Linked DNA regions of Mus musculus: region 1 is linked to region 2. The links are chromatin contacts, called in public Hi-C maps. All regions are on one chromosome and are shown on one strand. The core of a region is the stretch at or near the end of the contact, and the rest is flanking DNA. Distances in the headings are between cores, read along the strand shown.

Evidence for each region. Hi-C and Micro-C count contacts between places; a contact is called where the count stands out from the background.
Region 1: a Hi-C map of the N1E-115 cell line shows a contact between it and region 2, with 4 times the contacts expected there. The contact joins two enhancer-like sites. A contact is called at or near these places in 2 of 15 datasets of contacts at CTCF or cohesin (the NIH/3T3 cell line and pro-B cells), 15 of 484 Hi-C or Micro-C datasets (the C2C12 cell line, CD8 T cells, the G1E-ER4 cell line and 10 more), 4 of 115 datasets of contacts at active chromatin or transcription factors (T-cell acute lymphoblastic leukemia, bone marrow-derived dendritic cells, embryonic basal ganglia and 1 more) and 1 of 9 other capture datasets (embryonic stem cells).

What each region holds. Positions count from the first base shown.
Region 1 is chr3:153,492,271-153,495,302 of GRCm38.p6, forward strand. The region is part of intron 2 of St6galnac3 (ST6 (alpha-N-acetyl-neuraminyl-2,3-beta-galactosyl-1,3)-N-acetylgalactosaminide alpha-2,6-sialyltransferase 3); the gene reads right to left. Among named protein-coding and RNA genes, the nearest start is that of Gm46831, 16 kb to the right of the region's middle. Within about 2 kb of position 1,446, at least 15 of the 459 cell types and tissues checked have an H3K27ac peak or open chromatin away from gene starts, as enhancers often do. A contact at or near this core is called in the N1E-115 cell line, where this site is marked.
Region 2 is chr3:152,758,142-152,761,348 of GRCm38.p6, forward strand. The region is part of intron 9 of Pigk (phosphatidylinositol glycan anchor biosynthesis, class K); the gene reads left to right. Among named protein-coding and RNA genes, the nearest start is that of Gm40181, 3.6 kb to the left of the region's middle. Within about 2 kb of position 1,685, at least 11 of the 459 cell types and tissues checked have an H3K27ac peak or open chromatin away from gene starts, as enhancers often do. A contact at or near this core is called in the N1E-115 cell line, where this site is marked.

The DNA of each region.
Region 1 (3,032 bases), core at 196-2,695, 730 kb after region 2:
AACGTAGGAAATAGTTGTCATGGTTTAAAAGGAACTCAAACAGGTTGTTGTAGAGACAGAAACAAAGGCAAAAGCTCCCGTGCTCACTACATAGCGCCTTGATGAGGGAGGCATTGGATGATTGCATGTCCACAGAGTGACTATAAACAGGAACACATCTGGAAATGGCTCTCTGGGCATCTGTCTGCCTGATGAATTTCTCATCAATATTCCATAGCAGAAACAGCTCATCACCAGGGGGGCAAAAACCCACTCCATTTTCAGTCTTCTTCCCAGAATTCATGAACAAGTAATCCTTCAAGAGAGGAAGCTGTATGGCTGTTCATCCCCTGCCTCCCCCCCCCCCCACACACACACAGCACACCTCAGTCGGAACATTCAACGGTCAGGTTCACAAGGGTCTCATTCAAAATGCCAGCTTCTCTCTCAGGATTACCAGCCATTTGAGAATCACTGGTTGGCAGGAAGTTTCCCCTGTCAGCTTCTGCCCCATCATGAATTGGAGGGCAGGGACTCTAACAGCTACATTTTCCCATCATATATGGAGGATTGGGAATCTAACAGCTACATTTTCTTTGCACTAGGATCTTGGATGTCTATTAGACACTGCCAACAGGATGCAAGCCATCATGGTCTGCAGTGCTGGAGATGGAGTTAATCTTCCCCTATCACTGGTAGCTGAAAGATGGCCTCTGTCAGCCAGACAATTTCTCAAGATTTCATTTTCAACTAGATACTAGATTTGAAATATGGAAAAAAAAAAGTCACACTTCCCAGAACCCTCATGCTGTTACCCAACCTTGAGTAAGTTACTTAATTTTTTGACCCTGTGCTTACTCATTTGTAAATAAGATTGATCCACTGGCAAGAAAGTGCTGGCTATGACTTTCATTCCACTTGAGGCACTTAGCAGAGCACTTGGCACAGAGAGGCACTCAGGAAGCTGCCGCTAAGATTATGATCATCTGAGAACAACAAAGCCAGCCTGGTGAAGAGGAGGTCTATCTGGAATGAGCAACAGAAGGCAGCTCTGTGACATCAGTGAGCTACTTAGTTTCTTTGTGCTTCATTTATTGGCTGTTCTCTACTGAAAATGGTGGATGCCATAGACAGCAGAATTATTCAGTAAACGTTATACTGTTTATACAAACCTACCAAAAATAAACAAATATCTGTGGATAATCATTAATTATTATAAAAAGTGTGCAAATATTTCCCACCACTGCTAAGGAGGCAAATCAAACAAATCCCTGGTGCCATCTTTACATATAGAAAACTGGTATTTGCAACTAACACATGAAGGTAGAAAGTAGAAGGGCCGATACAGACCATTTTGCTATATTTTGAACATCTTTGTCTGGCAGTAATGCCAAATGCACTGTAAGAGACAGTTAGGGAAAGAATCCTAAGCGAATTCTCCTAATTGGCTTTCTGCATAGTTAACTTCACTTACAGAGAAAAACGGTTATGGGGGCAGGACACATTGCAAGAGAAGGCTCGTGGGCACAATTATGTAGCCTACAGAATTTAAGATGCTTTCTTCCATGCTACAAGCAAAAAAATAAAGAAAGAATGAAAGAAATAAATGCTTCCCAGTGGCAGGAATATGCTAAGGCAGATCCGATGGTGGATATTACTGATGCTGTGAAGTCTGCCTGCCTGTAAAGGCCACAGCACTTTATACAAGCACAGCAGCCACTGTCAGGCGACTCCATCCCTGGACTCTAACCGGGGAGAGCAACAACAGGCTCAGAGCACCTTATTTAATGAAAAGGAGAATTGGAAGGTTCACCCTGGTTTGGACAGCAGATTGGCCACAGTCCAATCGCTGGAAAACAAGAAAGTTGTGGGGTACTGAAGGCAGTCAAGCCAGCTGGTGTTCGTTTGGCTCCCAGGAATATCAAAGATGCACAGACTTGCCCCTCTGAGGTACCAGGCCTTCAATAGTAAGCATTAGGGCCCTTTGGCTCAGAGCTTATCACCTAAGAATCTGCTTCACTTTGATCCTCAGTAGATTCCTGCCAAAGGATATCAATCTCAACCTAGTTTAAAATCAAGAAGCCGGACTGCCATTTCCTACCAACTCTCTAATTTAGGAAAACTGATATTTTCACTCTAAAATGCTGTCCCATCTGACAAATAATTCAGGGAATTCGGGGCCAATGCGTTGGTACAACCTGGAAAAGAACACAGTTAACAATCACCCTGCTTTTTAAACAGAACTTAAATAACGAAAAATAGCACCATTGGTTTTGAAAACTATAGGGAGAGACACAGGAGGTCAGTTCATCAGCAGCAGGGCAGGAATGGCGTGGTAGCTGTGATTTCTGCCGGACTATGAAAGGACAGAGGGAGAGTTGCATAGTTGACCCAGCTATGGTCTTCACCATAGCTCCTAATGGCACCACAAAATGCACTCCTGCATATAAGATCCACGGGGCTCAGAAGTTCAACACAAGCAAGTAAGACAGACCCACAGGGAAGAGTGACAGGCAGCTGAACCCTTAGTTAAAAAACATCCAGACTTCAGACTAAGGTGCTAGCCTTTGTAAGCTCTCTCCTACCTCCTCCCCACCTCTCTATCTTCCACCCAGCCTTAACTGATGCTCTGGAGGCAGGTTCAAAACTCACCCCTGACACTTTGAACATGTGACTTGAGAATTGTCTAGTGTAGCCTATTTTCTCATTTACAAATGAAATTGTGACTTTATATAAACCAAGGAGAATGTGCAATGGACATTCAAATCCCATGACTCAATGTAAGAACTGTGGGCTGTGACAATTCATCTCAGGGGTTAGTTTGAGTAAATCACAGTGCGAGGGTTTTGGCCAAATGCTATTCTGGATGTTCTTTAGCTTTTGTTCATATGGTTTTTAGATAAAATTAGTATTAAATTGATAGGCTTTGAGTAAATTAGACCACACTCTATATACTGTTGACTGCCTGTATCCAGTCAATTTGAAGCCCAAGAGAACAAAGACTGAGTTCTCTTAGCAAGAAGAAAGTCCAGTAGACATTGATTTCAAAACAG
Region 2 (3,207 bases), core at 435-2,934:
CGTGGGACCGGAGCATGTGTTGGGAATAGCACATACCGCCCGTCTCTCAGCAGTTTCCTGCACGTGTACTTCCAGCCTGTGAGGAGTGTGTGAGGCCTGGAGTTGTAACTGCTGTAGCTATGCTGCATAAACATGATATATAGATTTAAATCACACCTAACTGAAGGGAAAGCTCTAACTTACTCTAAAAATAAGGGAAGTTGATTATGATTTTCTGTTTAGTGTGCACACTATAATTCATATTTTCTATATTACAGAAATGACTGAAATTCATCTTGTATAGCTTTGCTATGAAAGCTTTTTTCTTCATATTTCTTTGAAAATTAGCCATAGTCAAACCTTGACACTCCAGAGACTAGGTAACTTTTGGTCATAATGACTACATGAAAGCCACCAGCGAGTTACCTCAGGCGTGAAAACACAGCTGGCTCTCCTGGCTTTGTCATCACGCTTCCAGTTTCCTCAGAAGGAAACCCAGTGAGAGGGCTCTGTGGTACTGTGAAGGAGCTCAGTACCTCCCTGTCCCCAGAGCATTGCGTTCCTGTGGTGAGGTGGAACGGCAGCATTACTCAGTGTGGAAGGGAGGGGTCGGCTGACCTGACACTGGCTTGTCGAAAGTTGACACGTGGTAAAAATGTGTGTCTTACATAGTTGAACTGCCAAGAAAGTGGGTCTCCATGGAAACACGACAGGCTTTTCTGCCCTGCCCCCATTCGATGGAAGGAGCGTGGCTTCCTCCAGGACTTTGTCATGGTAGCAGCTGGTATTAAGTGTCAGTTGACATGCAGCTCAGCCTCTGTCTCTAAGAGAGGATCAGTGAAGGCTTCTCCTGACGTCAGACGCTGAGCTCAAGGACCGCCATTGCCTTGTTGGTCCGACTCATGCAGTGCCCAAATGCACTGTATCCAAGTGTGCCTCCATGGGGTTCTGAGTCCCTCATCCTGCTGCTGGCATGCTTGTGAGCGGAAAACATTTGCAGGAACCTGCCACCTGTGCCGTGGACCGCCCACTGCCCGACCCCACTTGCCCTTGGGAGTCGGAGGTGAGGTGGTGCGGAATCAATGGCACAGAACTACCACATCCTCTCCCTTATGGTCTTAGGTTCAGTCCCCCTCCTGAGAGCTCCTTCCTGGTTTCCTGGTTTCCACTGTGCTCACAGTTAGCTCACAAAGGAAGACTTGAAGCTACAGTCACCATGCGAGAGGGATCATGCAGACTTTGTCTTTCTAGACCTGAGTGAGCTCACTCCATTGCTGGGACCAAGTTCATGGTTTCCTTCTTCCTTACAGGAGTAATAACCCATTCCCTCTTTCTAAGGTTTAATGTGTGTGTGTGTCTGTGTGTGTGTCTATGTGTGTGTGTGTCTGTATGTGTGTGTCTGTGTATCTGTAATGTGTGTGTGTGTGTGTGTATGTGTGTGTCTGTGTGTCTGTAATGTGTGTGTGTGTGTGTGTGTATGTGTGTGTGTGTGTTTTGCTTGTGATCATGTATGTATCCACAGAGTCCAGAAAAGGGTATCAGGTTTCCAGGAGCTGGAGTTACAGGTCCTTGTAAGCTGCTTGGCTGGATGCTGGGACTGAACTCCATCCCTCTGCAAGACCACTTAATGCTCTCACCCACTGCCTGCTCACCTCAGCCCGCTGCCACCTTTTCCTGTGGGCAGTAGAGGGAGATGGCAAGTGTCTTATAGCAGGACATGGAGACCTTCAGGTGTGCCCTTGAGCGGGACAGCCAGCACCTGACATGCCACATGTCTGTTCCTGTAGCTCCCACTCCCACCAGCGCGCTCCTCGTCCCCACATCTGTGCCAGCATTTGGTTAGTTGATCCCCTGATGACTATGGCCATTCTGAGAGTTGTGAGGTGGATTCTGAAGGTGGACTTAATCTGCATTTCCCTCATGGCTGAGGATGTTGAACACTGTTAAAGGTGTTTCCTAGCCGCTTATAACTACTTGAACATGTTAAAAATACAGCTAAGGGATGGGAGCTTTTCTGTGCCTTCAAAATATATTATATATAATTTAATTTACTATATATAAATAAGCTAATTTGCCTTCTTTGGTATATATTTTAGTTTCAAGTAATTGTTTCAAGCTGTCTCGTTCAAAGGGTTATATCAAATTGTGGGTTTGGACCTGTTTCTGGAATTTCTTCCTAATGTCCTTGGATTACTTTAGATAATGTGTTTTGAATTATTTATTGATTTTATTGTTAGTATCAACCATAGAACAACCTCTGTTCTTACAGTTGTTTTCAATTCTTAGAAGAATGCTTTGGCCTTTAGGCCCCAATAAGCTCTGTCAGTTTATACATGAATAATCTGATTTCAGCATGGCATTGTGGGAGGAAACACTCTTGAGTCAGAGATGGCTTTATGTATGGGCACTGTAAATAATTTTAGAGACTTGTTCTAAGAGTGCTTCAGTAGCAGAGTAAAGAGTTTCTGAGGCCACTGGGCATCTAAGATAGAGAAACAAGGACACAAAAGGAGGATTGTAAACTGATTTTGTGAGCTTCTCTTGAGCCTGCTCTGTCTTTTTCAACTTCACAGAGGGGTTGGGCAGTATTTTAATCACTTTCAGCACAGATTGTAGCTTTGCTGTGTTGGATTCAGAACCCTTCCACAGTGAAGAGACTCGGCTTGTATCTGTGAAATGCCATTGTCTGAGACACAGTGACACAAGGAAAAACGGCACAGCCTCCTGTGCAGAAATTGTTCCTTCATGAAATGCTGTCAGTAGAGCTTCTTAGCCCAGTCTTGGAAAGAGAAAATGGAGAGATAACCTCTGGAGCCAGTGAGTGTCTTAGAGCTCTCAAAATCTTAAGTAAAAGAATGACCTTAAGAAGGAGAACACACATTATTCATAAGAGGAAAGAAGGAGGTGTTTGGGGTTCCAGCCATGCGTAAGTTGGAATGAGCACCTGTAGTTTTCTCAGAATTACAAATGCTGAGTAGAGAGCTTGGTGACCTTATGCACCATGATTAGGAAAGCGACAATTCTATGAGAACAGAGGACGTTGTGAAGAGGAGGGTGGGGACACGGTGCCCAGAAGTGTTAGATGTGGACAAAAAGAGTAAGGAAGGGCTTTATGAAAGCAAGGGAGTATTTAAAAATCCCACCCCGGTACATCGGCTACTTTATTAAGTAAGCTGCAGTTCGTTTCAGCTACAGAAGAGGGCGCTCTTGAACTGAAAACTCTCCCTT